Linked DNA regions of Strix aluco: region 1 is linked to region 2. Evidence: chromatin contacts called from public Hi-C data. All regions are on one chromosome and are shown on one strand. The core of a region is the stretch at or near the end of the contact, and the rest is flanking DNA. Distances in the headings are between cores, read along the strand shown.

The links. A called contact is a pair of places that touch in the nucleus more often than the background predicts.
Region 1: a contact with region 2 is called in a Hi-C map of heart, with 9 times the contacts expected there. The contact joins the promoter of ZNF326 here to the promoter of LRRC8B in region 2. A contact is called at or near these places in 2 of 2 Hi-C or Micro-C datasets (brain and heart).

Annotation. Positions count from the first base shown.
Region 1 is chr8:18,215,028-18,218,361 of bStrAlu1.hap1, reverse strand. It overlaps ZNF326 (zinc finger protein 326), which reads right to left and starts at 1,500. Exons shown (of 13, transcript XM_074832448.1): 1 at 343-1,500. The coding sequence starts at 358.
Region 2 is chr8:18,038,512-18,041,594 of bStrAlu1.hap1, reverse strand. It overlaps LRRC8B (leucine rich repeat containing 8 VRAC subunit B), which reads right to left and starts at 1,694. Exons shown (of 5, transcript XM_074832443.1): 1 at 1,549-1,694. LOC141926839 (a long non-coding RNA gene) reads right to left here. Exons shown (of 2, transcript XR_012624221.1): 2 at 2,132-2,507.

The DNA of each region.
Region 1 (3,334 bases), core at 251-2,750, 180 kb before region 2:
TGCCCGCGCCGCCCCCGCCCACCGCCTCCCCCTCGCCCCCCGCTCGCCCCGCGCCCCAGGGCGCCTCGCCCCGCGGAGGGCCGCCCCCGCCCGCGCCGCCCGCCCGCCCGCACCGCCCCCCGGGAGGGCCCTCCTCCCGCGCAGCCCTCCCGCCGCCGGCCGCCGCCGCAGCTCCCCCAACCCGGGAGGGGCGGCGAGGAGGAGGACGAGGAGGTGGATGAGGGGGGACTCCGTCCTGCGCGGAACAAAGCGGCCGCTGCCATTTTGAGACACGGCCGGGCCGCGCGGCGGCAGCGGTGGCGGCGGCCGGGCCCTACCCTTGCTCTGGGGGTGCGCCCTCACCTTCCCCGTAGTCCATGGCGGCGGCGGGCCCTGCTCTCCCAGACGGCTGATGGCCGCGGCAACCCGGCGACGACTCCGGCTTCTCTCAATGGCGCCTTCCACCACGGCGAGGAGGGACCTGCGCGCGGCAGCGCGGCCACGGCGCACGGCGATTGGCCCGGGCGCCGCGTCACGTGAGCAGGCCGACCTGCAAAGAGAAGCGGCCCGGGACCGGCGGCGACGCCGCATGAGGCGCTGGCGCGGAGCCCCCGGATCGGCTGGGTCATGAGGGAGGCTGCGCGGCGGCCATGTTGGGCCCTGGCAGCCGCCATTTTGCGTTCTGGCGTTACGCTCTCTCAGGCTTGAAGCAGCTCCAGGATTAGTAGTGGCGAAACATCCGCATCTCTGCCCTCCCATACCCCCCCCTCCATGGGCCCCGGTGAAGTGGCCGCTGCAGAAAACACACCCCTCGGTGCACCAAAATCTATTCTTATGCAGAGCTAGAAGCCAGGCAGGGCCTGGTGGGAGGGAGCCATAGGTGGCTTCCCTGCAGCTCCACAGCCCCGGGCGTGAGGAGGCCCTGCCAGCTTCCAACGGGGGCTGCTGCATTGTGCAAGCCAAATGGTTTTGCAAAATAAAACGCTTATTTAAGCAATGCCACCCCTGTAATGCCGCCTTCAATGAACCTAATGTACTAATGCTGATTTATATCTCAATCCCAAAACAACGTATTTCAGCACCTATAACAGGCTGCATTGAAACACAGGTAAACACAGACTTTCATTTTAAGTTAGTTGTAAGATAACAGTGTGCTCCTCTATGCAGCCAAAGATTTGAGGAAGAAACAGACTTTGCCCCAGACACATCATTGTGCAAAAAAAACCCCCAAAGTCCTGTGTGAAGAGAGTATTTCGTTCCTTACAGTTTCTTAATGTTTTATATAACCCTGAAAGAAACAAAAAGGGGGGGGGGGAAGCATGTGAGGGAGATGGCGATAAGCACATCTGGTACAGAAAACCTGGGAAAACGTCTCTGAGGACAAGCTGTGCGTGAAGTTTCAGGTTGTAAGGGTGGGCACAGCCACTATCTCCTGGGGTTTGATTTTGTCGAGGAAAAAGGGCTCCTTTCGGTCTCGAGTGGCTGACAGGATGTCATCAAAAACTTCCAATTTCTTCCCATCTGAAAATTAATAAAAACCCCATTGAAGGAAAAGAAGATTTGACTCACCCAGGTCCAGAGTCCAAGTTTTGTATTAAACTAAAACCTAAGTCCGGCAGAGCAGTCAGGCAGTTTCCCTCCCCGAGCTCTGGATGGCAGCAGATGCGAATGTACTTGCACCTCAGACGGGCTCCAGCGAGTGCTGCACGGCAGCCGGCAGTTTTCCCTGATGAGCTGTCCTGCGGTAGCTCTCAGCTCCCTCCTCTCCCCAGCATCGCAGGAGAAATACATGCAGAGAAAATGGTTATTCCCCGCCAAAGGGAATCTTTCCTTCGGCTTCACCCTGACTTCTCAGCTAGAGATACATTATGCTTGGGCAGAGCAGTGATTTCAAGGTCCAAATAGCCCTCGTACGAACTTGTTTGTGCACCCATCCCTTCACATGTGCACCCTGGTGCAGACCAGACGTTTCTTGCATAGAACATAAGATTTATATAATAAGCATTCTCCTATACGTTCAGGGCTGTGTGCCTCACGTTTGCAACATAGCGGCCTCTTTTCTGCAGCCTTTTTTGCACTGCTCAATCTGGTCGTAGTCTTGTGCTGGTGACAAGAACAAGGAGCAGCATCACGCTGCCCTGCAGATGGGAGCAGGCCAGCCTGTGGGCTGTTACAGTCTGAGGGGCTCCTGCTGGAAGGCACCCACTGCCAGTGCCACTGGGCCTGCCCGCCACTTCACCACAACCTGGCACAGATGTTGACTCTTCTCAAGAAAAAAACATATTTGAAATTTTTTCCCGTGCAAGGAAATGCATGGGCACAGCTCTATGCATTTTGCTGCATGCAAAATAAAAAATGAGAGGAATTAAAAAATAGCACATATGTGCACAGAATCCAAAAGCTATCCTAGGTAACAATGCAATGCAAATGTGGTGGGAATAAACTGATTTTCCCAGGTGGCCTGAAACATGCAGCAGTCAAAACTATAAAGTATCATCTCTGCTTGAGGACTCAATGCCTGCTGCAGGATGAGTTGCTGAGGAATGCACTAAGTGGATTCTCACCCCTTTCCAATGCATCTGGCTGGGCCAGATGAGATGGGTAATGAAAATGTTATTGAGTAAGCAGCTCTGAAGGGAGGAAATCATGCAGAATAGATAGATTTGTGATCACTGCAGGAATAGCTGGCTAATGGTTATTCAAAATAAATACAAAGATCCAGAAAACCTGATTCATCTGAATCAGCTGCCCCTAAGACTATCAAAGGTGAATGTTTTAGCTGTTGCCCTGGTGCAAAACTTCTGAATCAGCTACTCCTAAGACTATCAAAGGTAAATGATTTAGCTGTTTCTCTGGTGCAAAACCTACCGAGGGATTCAATAAATTAAATTCTCTTGTAGGCTATGCAACCTAAGGGGACTATTGCATAAAGGAGAACAAGATTTATGATGAGCTGTCTGAGAGGGAAACACTGAGATTGAACAGGACACTGTTAAAATTATATAGGATTATTATGAGATGTTTGGGAAAAAGGCCAAAGACATGGAAGGGAGGAACAAAGGTAGGTCAGGGAAGAACAAAAAAGATAGAGGTGGATTTGAGAAACGGAATAAAAAGAACTGTGTGCATGTAAGCAGGCTGCTGGTCAATGTTTGTGTGGCTGAGCCCTGTGACTGATTGCTACTGTCTGTCCTACTTCTTTCTAAATTCTGTTTTTAACTCTTTTCCATGTGATTGTGTTCTCTGTTCTGTGTCTGTGCATGTGATCTGCTCATGAACTCCAAGCCAGACTAGTTGGTTAGTCGAACGAGCAGTCTGGGAGACCCTTGAAGGGGGTTTTCCCTGAGCACGCATC
Region 2 (3,083 bases), core at 445-2,944:
AACTTGTGCCCTATCCTAACTGTTGGTTCTCTACTACAGTCATTCTCCTTTCTGCTCTCACTTTGGGTCCCTTGTCCTGCTCAGCACTGCAGACACAGAAGAAAAGAAGTACTTAGGGTAACTCTTCTATTCCCCCCACAGTCAGCCAAGTTACACAGGGTAAGTAAAACACAGACAATATACTTAGACGATACATAACAAATTCTATGAGTGACATACTATAAAACTTCAATTCATAAGCCTTGTGGGCTCCCCTCCCCCCCCCCTTGAAAGTTTAAGAACTCAAACAAGGTAGATCAATAAGCCCTGATCTGTTGCCCTCTGCTAGGGACATACATAAGGAAGAATGTGGAGACACCAGGAAATAATTGATGTTTTACCTTACCATTTTAGCAAACAGACAAGGAAAGCTGGGAGTCTGCAGAATATGTAACTTAGATACTCAAAACTGCAAGTGGCCACATAACTCCTAACTTATTCTAGCATTACCTTAAAGGTATTGTTTTAAAAGACCACACTAGGTGCCAATTCAAACACAGTTTACCTGATCAGCATAATTAATTACAATCTTCATATAAAATTAAGCTTTAGGGAAGTTCACTTTAATCTCTCCTACAGAACTGGTTAATTGCAGAATTCACCGCAGACAAATTCTTAGTTGAAGCCAGGAAGCTGCCTCAATTTCACCACAGAACGCAGCAGCACAAAGTAACCCTTATGTCACTAAAACAACTCAGCTCGGGCGCAAGTAGAAGCTACCGTGCAAGAACCCCCTTGCTGCAAGATCACAGTCTTGCTGGGGATGGGAAATGCACTGGCAAGACAGAGGAAAGGAAGAGAACAACAAAGAGGAGGACGCTCCTCGTTCCACACGCAGTACTTTCAGGCCTCAGCGCTGAGTTTAAGTCCCTTCTGGGGGACTGGGGACTTGGCACCCGCCGGCCGTTTGCCCGAGGGCAGGTGCCGCCGCCACACCTAGGGCCGAGGGGTAGCAGCTGCCGCCCGGCCGCGCCGAGCCCGGGGGAGAGGAAGGGAGCCCCAGGCGACCTGTGGCGCCCCGGGTCACTTGAGGACACGTGTAAGTGCCGGTTACGCAAATCAGAAAACGGTTTTCCTCCGAGCCCCACCCACACGGGAGCGGGGCGGCCGCCAGGCCCCGGGGCAGGTACCGACTCGCTCCGGCACCCCGCGCCCGGTCCCTCCCCCCGCCCCGGCCGGCCTGCGGGGAGGCGGGCAGGTGAGCGGCCCCACCAAGGGAAGGGGTTGCCGCCGCACAGGCTCACCGGACCGCCCGGCAGGCAGGCGGGCAGCGCCGGGCGCCCCGCGGGCCGGCAACCCCCTCCGCTTCTGCGGGCGGAGCGGACACACCGGCCCCTCAGGGAGGCGGGAGAAGCGAGGGCGGCCTCTCGGCGGCGGAGAGGGCCAGCCGCGCGCTGCCCTCGGGAAAGCCCCGCTCCGTCCTGCCCCCGCCGGCTCCCCCGTCTTCCGCCCCTCCCTCCCGTGCCGGGGGAGCAGGGCACCTGTCAGCAGTGACCGCCCCGCGCTTACCTGGCCGCTCGCGCCGCCTCCCCTCCCGCCGCCACCGACCGGCCCGCGCGCGCTGCCGCGCAACGGCGTGGTATGGCGTACCGCCCGCGCGCCCCGTCCGCGAGGCAGCCGGCAGCGCGGCGCGAGGCACCGGCTCCAACCGGCACTTCTCGGATCCGGCCCCGCCCCCGCCCCGCGGCCGTTGTCACGTTACCGGCCGCGCCAGCCAATGGGGTGCGGCCGGCGGAACCGCTGACAGGCCGCGGGGCGGGGGCGGGGGCTGCGGCGGACAAAAGCGCCCCGCCGCGCCTGGCCCCCTCCTCTGCTCTGCCCTGCCCTGCCCGCCCCTCGGCGCTCACCTGCGGAGCCACCTGACGGCCCCTCCTGGGCCGCCGCCGGGGGCAGGGGGCGGTCCTGGCACCGCGGCTGGGCCCGCGGCGGGGAGCCCCGTCAGGCTGAGAGCCCCCCGGCGTCCGCCGGCAGCCGCCGCCCCCTCGGTGCCGGCATTTAAACAAATGGAGCAGCTCGAAGCAGGAGGAGGTGGAAGAAGTGAGAAAGCAATTATCGCCGGCGCTTGAAAAATAAAAATGAGAGGAGGTGACGCTTGCGAAGAGGCAGTTTAATCTGACAGAGAGCGAGCGGTTTTGTGCGCACCGGAGGCCTCGGCTGAGTCCGGGCGCTGGGCCGGGGGAAGGGGTGCGGGTCCCGGTCCCGGAGACGGCCCCGGGGGCGGCGGCGCGGGCAGCGGGGGAGGATGAACAACCACCCCCCCCGCCAACCCCCCCCGAGTGCTCGCCCAGGCGAGGGGAGCCCGGCGGGGGTAGCAGAGCACAGAGGCGCTACCGCTGGATCTGGGCTGCAGCAGCGGTCCTCCCGTTACCGCGGGCAGGTACACCCAGCGCACACCCCCCTTTTTGCAGGGGGCAGGCAAAAGTCCGCACGGCGAGACCCTTCTGTGACTCTCCAGTTCCAGTGAAAACCTGGTAAGAGAATAAAAAAGTTCACAAACATACACAATGTTTTAATAAAAAAATCAATCGTGGATTCATTTGACTTTCCTACTTCACTTCCTCTTTCTCCCGCGGACGGTGCAGCTCCCTCCTCCGAACGTCTGAGGAGGCTGCTTCTGGGGGGGAAATGCACGAAAGCCTGAAAGAAAATTTTGATTCCTACCTAGATTTCTGCAAATAACTGGGACAAATGAGCTGTGTTGGCCCCCTCTCAGTCATACAAAGAGCTCAATCTACTCAAGTAATTTCCCTGCCATATTTTCATTATTAGCAACTCCATTGCAAGAATCTGTTCAAAATTCTGTTTACAATATAATTTTACTCCTTGCACTTGCTCTGCTGAAGTAATGTTTATTGTTTGTCTAGTCATCAGTTTCATTGGAAAAGGGTCTATTTTCAAAACATTGTTTTTCTCCATAAAATACAAAAATCCTTTTCTTCACAGGTGTACAAAACCCCCTTCATTTAAACATCACAGACACTAAGTTTTGCAAAGATTACAATTTACAAATTGTATTTAGTACACATTTAGCTATTATGATTAAC